Linked DNA regions of Capra hircus: region 1 is linked to region 2. Evidence: chromatin contacts called from public Hi-C data. All regions are on one chromosome and are shown on one strand. The core of a region is the stretch at or near the end of the contact, and the rest is flanking DNA. Distances in the headings are between cores, read along the strand shown.

Region 1 (2,892 bases), core at 274-2,773, 150 kb after region 2:
GGGTCTTTATTTTTATTAGTGCTTCTGACCCCTAGAAGTGTTTGGGTATTTCTTTGCAGTCAAAAGACCTGGCTCAGCCTCTCACTTTCTAAGCAGGGTGACTCTGTGGGTCATGGGAACTAGGGGGATGGGGATAGCCTCACATACATCCAAGGAATTAAAAAAAAAAAAGCAAGTGTTGGTGAGGTAATGGTGAATTTGGAACCCTCATACATTGCATATATTGCTGGTGGGAAGGTAAAATCATTCATTTAGCCACTATGGGAAATTTTTTTGGCAGTTCCTCATAGAGTTAAACAGAATTACCATATGACCTAGCAATCCTACTTCAAAGAACTGAAAACATAGACAAATACATTTATATAGGCACATTCAGAGCAGCAGTATTCACAGAGGGTGGAAATAACACAAACATCCCTCAACAGATACACATATAAACACATTGCGGTATACATACAATGGAATATTATTTAGCCGTAAAAAGAAATGAAGTAGGACATACGCTACAAGGAGGGTGAACCTTGAAATCATCGTGCAGAGTGAAAGAAGCCAGGCACAGAAGACTACCTGTTATATGATTCCATTGATACGGAATGTCCAGAATAGCCAAATTCAGAGAGAAAAAATAAATTAGTGGTTACTCCGAGTTGAGGATACCAAGGGATAGGGAGTGACTGCTTAATGTGTGGGGAGGGGGTTCCCTTTTGGGGCGATGAATCTGTTTCAGAACTAGATAGAGATGGTGTGGTTGCTTTACACTGCATTGTCATAAATGCCACCGGATTGTTGCCTTTAAAGTTATTTTTATGTGTATTTCACTCTAATAAGAACAACAAGAGAAAGTTCAATCCTCTCCACCCTTCCGAGCTTGGAATTTTCCCAGCGGATACAAAGCAAAAGAAACAGCTAGCCCCCATCCTTGCGGGGGCAGGATAAAAGGTGCCTTGTCCTACAGTTGCATTTCTTCGAGCAAAATTTCCCACTTACTCAGCACACAGCGTCTGAACCAGGTTTGGGCTGCAGAGGGAACCATCTCTGCCCCGGGAGCGCACAGCCTAGGGGGAGACACATCCCGCAAATTAAAAAATAAAGCAAAACTCCGTGATGAACCCGGTAAAGGAGGGTTGGCTACTTAAGTAGCACGGTGTTCCGAAAGAAAAGGGGGTCTTTGTCAGACAGGGGTCATGGACTGAGCCGACTCCTGTCCATGGCCGCCAAGTCCCTGGCGACAAATGCATTCTTTTGTTGTTCCTGGAAATGAAACAGTTTTTGAGGCCCTTCAGGAGCTCGTCCCCCAAGGTGGGAAGACGGAACTCAAATCAGCACAAGGATGTCGGGCAGGAGGGAGAGGGGTGGATAGGCGGGAGACCCCCTGCGCCCCGCCCCAAACCTCGGGGGAGGTCGGCGACCGCGTCTCGGGGAGGTGGGGACTGCGCGGGGCCGCGCTCCCGCCCTCCTCGGCGCCTGCGGACCCGCAGGCGGCGGGCGGCCCGCGAGGGGGCGGCGGCTCCCGGGCTTTGTGGCCGCTGCGCGCGCGGCGGGGCCTGGCCGGCCGGGGGCGCGCCGCCGCCGCCCGGCGCTCCGGAGCCCGCGGCCCTCCCGGCCGCCCAGCCTGCGAGAGGAGTCGAGGCCGCCCGCGCTCGCATCTCGCCGGCCCCTCCCCCGATCGCCGCGGCCGCTGCGCCGCCGCTGCAGGTAGGAGGCTCCCCGGGCGGGCGGGTCGCAGCGGGGCGGGGGCGCGGGCCAGGCGTGCGGGGGCTGCGGGGCCGGTAGGGCGCGCTTCCGGCCCAGGCGCCACGACCCCTGCCCCGCAGGCCCGACGGCCACCTCCGCGCGCTGCGATGGGACTCGGTGAGTGGGGCCGGCCTGCGGCGTACAAAGCCCCAGGGCGCGGACCTCGGCGAGATTCAGCGACGTACCCGGGGTCTGGGGACTCTGGACTCCGAGGGCAGAGGAGCGGCTTGCGGGGGTGGGGGAGAAACCTGATGACCCTCAGTGCCGGCGTCTCCCCATCTCAGTGTCCTCACAGTATGCCAGGCACTGTGCTCGCGCTTTTGCATACTTGTCTTCTTTAAGACCCCTTGTGTCCCTTACAGAGGTGTGAGGGGACGGGGTCCCTCATTCTGGGGCCGAGCGCGGAGCATCACAGCGGTGCCCGCCTGACCTTGGGAAAGCGCCTTTACTCCGAGCCCTGGCTGCAGCTCCTGTAAATGAGAGTGGGTGGGGGAGAGGGATGGTGGCTGAGAGTGCGTGGTGTAATGCCTACCCGCAGGTGCTATTGTGAGAGATGAGGTACGCAAATGATCATACATATTGAGCACTTTCTACATACCAGGCCTGGGTACCAAACAGTTGGCATGAGTTATCTAATTAAATCATCATGCTGGCGCTGTGATGTAGCTACTGTAAATGGCACTAGTAATCTTTATTTAGGAGTAGGAAATAGAAAAGAATTTAGCCTCCCTATTCTGATTAAGGAAATTGGGTGTTTCTTAGGCATGGTCACATTTAAGGTTACAGATGTCCCTGCAATGTCAAGGAGAGCAGTTGTGGGATATATTTATTACACATTTAAAACGGGGAGGTAGGATAATATCAGGGCCAGGGGTGTGCATTTCAGCATCATATAAGTCAGTTGTGTTACCAAGGAAATTGTCAAGTATTAATTCAAAAACATAGTTCCAGAGTTAGGACTGAGGACTGCTCTGGGAGTTTGGGACCAGAGAGACAAGGGGTGGACTAGGAGGAAATGGAGGATTCTGAAGCCCTGAGTGGAGAGAGGGACCTGTGACCACAACCTGAGCAGTTTTCTGGACCAAGATTTCATCCTGCCCTTAGAGACCAGGCATCCTATCTGGAAGGAGGGAAGGGGGACGGGTGGGGGAAGGATCC
Region 2 (2,900 bases), core at 170-2,669:
AGAAGGGATTTTGCAAATATAATTAAAGGAATGAGATGTAAAGAGTGTCCTGGATTATGCAGATTGGGCCAGTGTAATTGGGGGAGAGGAGGGAGAGTTGGAGGAGAACTTAATTCCTGCCAGCAGGAGTAGAAATGGAACCCCACCTTGACTTAATTGACCTTGACTTTCATAACGTCATGCTCACCCTGACACTGACATCATCCTCACATTGATCTTGACCCTGAATCCAACACTGATTCTAATTCTGAACATCAACCTCACCCTCAACTTGACCCTGAATCCTACTCAGAACTGGATATGCACTGTCAACCTGAACCCAACTTTTACTTTCATCCCCAAAATACCATCTTTCTTATCCTGACATTCATCCTCTCACTGACCCTCTGCAATGGAGGCACAACTTGATCTTGACTGTCACACTGATCTCAAACTTGAACTGGATCTTGAAACTAACCCTGGATCTAAAATTTCCTTCACACTGATCTTGTCCTTGAACCTGATTCCAATGACATGACCTTGACCTTTTTCTGATTTTAACCCTTAACCTGACATAGAATTTTACCTTGAACCGGACAGTCACCCTATTTCTGATCTTCATCAATCTGTCCCTGATCTTACGCTCATCCTGACTGTGACCCTAACTGCTCTGACACTGAGCTAGATCATGCTCCTCACCCTTACACTAACTCTGATCTTTGATATGGTCATGACCGAGTCCAGAGTGAGGTCCAGGGTCAGGTCCAAGGCAGGGGTCATGACAAAGGAGACACTAGGTGAGGACCAGTGCCAGGGTAAGGGGGAGGCTGGGGGTCTCTGTGAAGGTGATTGTGAAGGTGAGAGTCATGGCTAGGGCAAAATTCGGGGTGAAGGAATGTTAGGGTGTGTCAGGGTCAGGTGAGGGTAAGAATAGGGGTGGGTAGATGTCAGATGCTAATGAGGTCAAGGGCAATGATTAGGGTGAGGCTGAAGAAAAGGGACAAGGTCTGGATACGGGCCAGCACCAGGGCAAGGGCTCAGGAGGTACTTTGTGCAGGGGCACCACAAGTTCCAGTGTAAGGGGTAGTGCAAGGGCGAAGGTTAGAACGAAAATGAATGTCAGTATAAGGGGGTGAGCGAGGTTCTGGGCTACTGTCAGGACAAGAGCAAGTGCCGAGGGGAAGCTCAAAAGCCAGCTGAAGACTAACAGAAGCGGAGCCGGCGTGCTATCACTGGAAGTAGTAACAGCACCGCGGCTGGCCAAGAATTATGCCAGCCGGCCGGAAGCCGGCGGGTTGGGCGGGGCGCGGCCTGCGGAAAGAGGTTCAGCTTGAGGGGTGGGGCTCGGCCTACGGGGGCGGGACTCGGCCTCGGGGGCGGGGCTCGGCCTACGGGGGCGGGGCTCGGCCTACGGGGGCGGGGCTCGGCCTACGGGGGCGGAAGCGCAGCGAAGGCGTGGCAAAGCCCCGGCGTCCTGGGCGGCGGGCGCCATGGAACCGCAGTTGGGGTTGCATGAACTGTTGCATGTCTTTTCCTTCTTGGAGGCTCGCGACCTGCTCTGCGCCGCCCAAGTGGACAAGGTAGTGCGTCCTGTCCCAGGTGGGAGGCAGGGCTGGGTTCATGGTCATGGGTGTGTCCACGGTTGGTCCGTTCCCTCTAGGCCTCAGTTTCCCAAATCTGGGAGGGGGCGTGCGGCGGCCCTGAATCCGCCCGGAGTCAGCAGAGGACGCTCGTGGCCCCCGAGGTGGTGACCTCCTCAGCGTTTGAAGGGGTCGCTCAGAAAGCCTCTTACTCCTCCGTCCCTCCATCTGTCTATAGTGTGTCCAGAGCTCCTGTTGGTTTGACATGCTCTGGGTACCTGTGAACAGAGTTCACCCCAAGATTGACTTAGAAATCCCTCCTCTTCTGGAATGTTCTGAAAGTTCCCTTCTGGGGCCTGCCCGGAAATCCTTGCTCTCCCAGTGAGTGGCACCTCCTGCAGGCTCGGGCTACCCCTTCTCAGCCAGTCGAACTCTCATACTGGCTGTGAAGCCTAAGTGCCTGTTGAATGTGGTAGTCTGGTCTGCGCTTCTGCACATGTTACAGGTATTGTGAGCGCTTTCTCTTCTGTGTGCTCCCTCAGCATAGCTGTAACCAAATGATCGTACAGTGTTGTGTATTTGTTAAATATCTGCTCCTCACCCCCCACCCCCACTAGACTCATTTCTAAGAGTGGGGAATTTATTTCTTGCATCACTGTGTATAAAATCACTGTATAATCATCGTGTGTATACACTCAATGTGAGGTGAGGTGAGGTGAAGTCGCTCAGTCGTGTCCGACTCTTTGCGACCCCGTGGACTGTAACCTACTAGGCTTCTCCGTTCATGGGATTCTCCAGGCAAGAATACTGGAGTGGATTGCCATTTTCTTCTCCAGGGGATCTTCCGGCCCAGGGATTGAATCCGGGTCTCCCGCATTGGAGGCAGACGCTTTAACCTCTGAGCCACCAGGGAAGACTACACTCAGTATATGGCTTGATAGTTAATTGTTCAGTCACGCGAAGTCCTGTCCCACTCTTTGCGACCCGTGGACTACAACATGCCAGGCCTCTCTGTTGCTTACCATCTCCCAGAGTTTGCCTAAATTCATGTCCATTGAATCGGTGATGCCATTCAACCATCTCAACCCCCTTGATATTTAGGGTCCTCAGTAAATGTTTGTTGAGTGAAAGAATTTCTTCACTTTTAAAAATACATTATCGTATCGCTTTACAAAAGGTAAACAGACCTTTACCTGCTTTGTGTAATTATAGTTTAAATGTGTAGAGTAAAATCCTGGGTTGTTATCCCCAGTTGTACCCGTAAGGTATTACGTGTCTTTTTGGTGCTCCAAAATTACTGCAGATGGTGACTGCAGCCATGAAATTAAAAGACGCTTACTC

What was found. Hi-C and Micro-C count contacts between places; a contact is called where the count stands out from the background.
Region 1: a Hi-C map of blood shows a contact between it and region 2, with 2.4 times the contacts expected there. The contact joins the promoter of MSANTD3 here to the promoter of FBXW12 in region 2. A contact is called at or near these places in 2 of 5 Hi-C or Micro-C datasets (both in blood).

The regions. Positions count from the first base shown.
Region 1 is chr8:89,970,133-89,973,024 of ARS1.2, forward strand. It overlaps MSANTD3 (myb/SANT-like DNA-binding domain-containing protein 3), which reads left to right and starts at 1,524. Exons shown (of 3, transcript XM_018052532.1): 1 at 1,524-1,695.
Region 2 is chr8:89,818,349-89,821,248 of ARS1.2, forward strand. It overlaps FBXW12 (F-box/WD repeat-containing protein 12), which reads left to right and starts at 1,420. Exons shown (of 10, transcript XM_005684240.3): 1 at 1,420-1,559. The coding sequence starts at 1,470.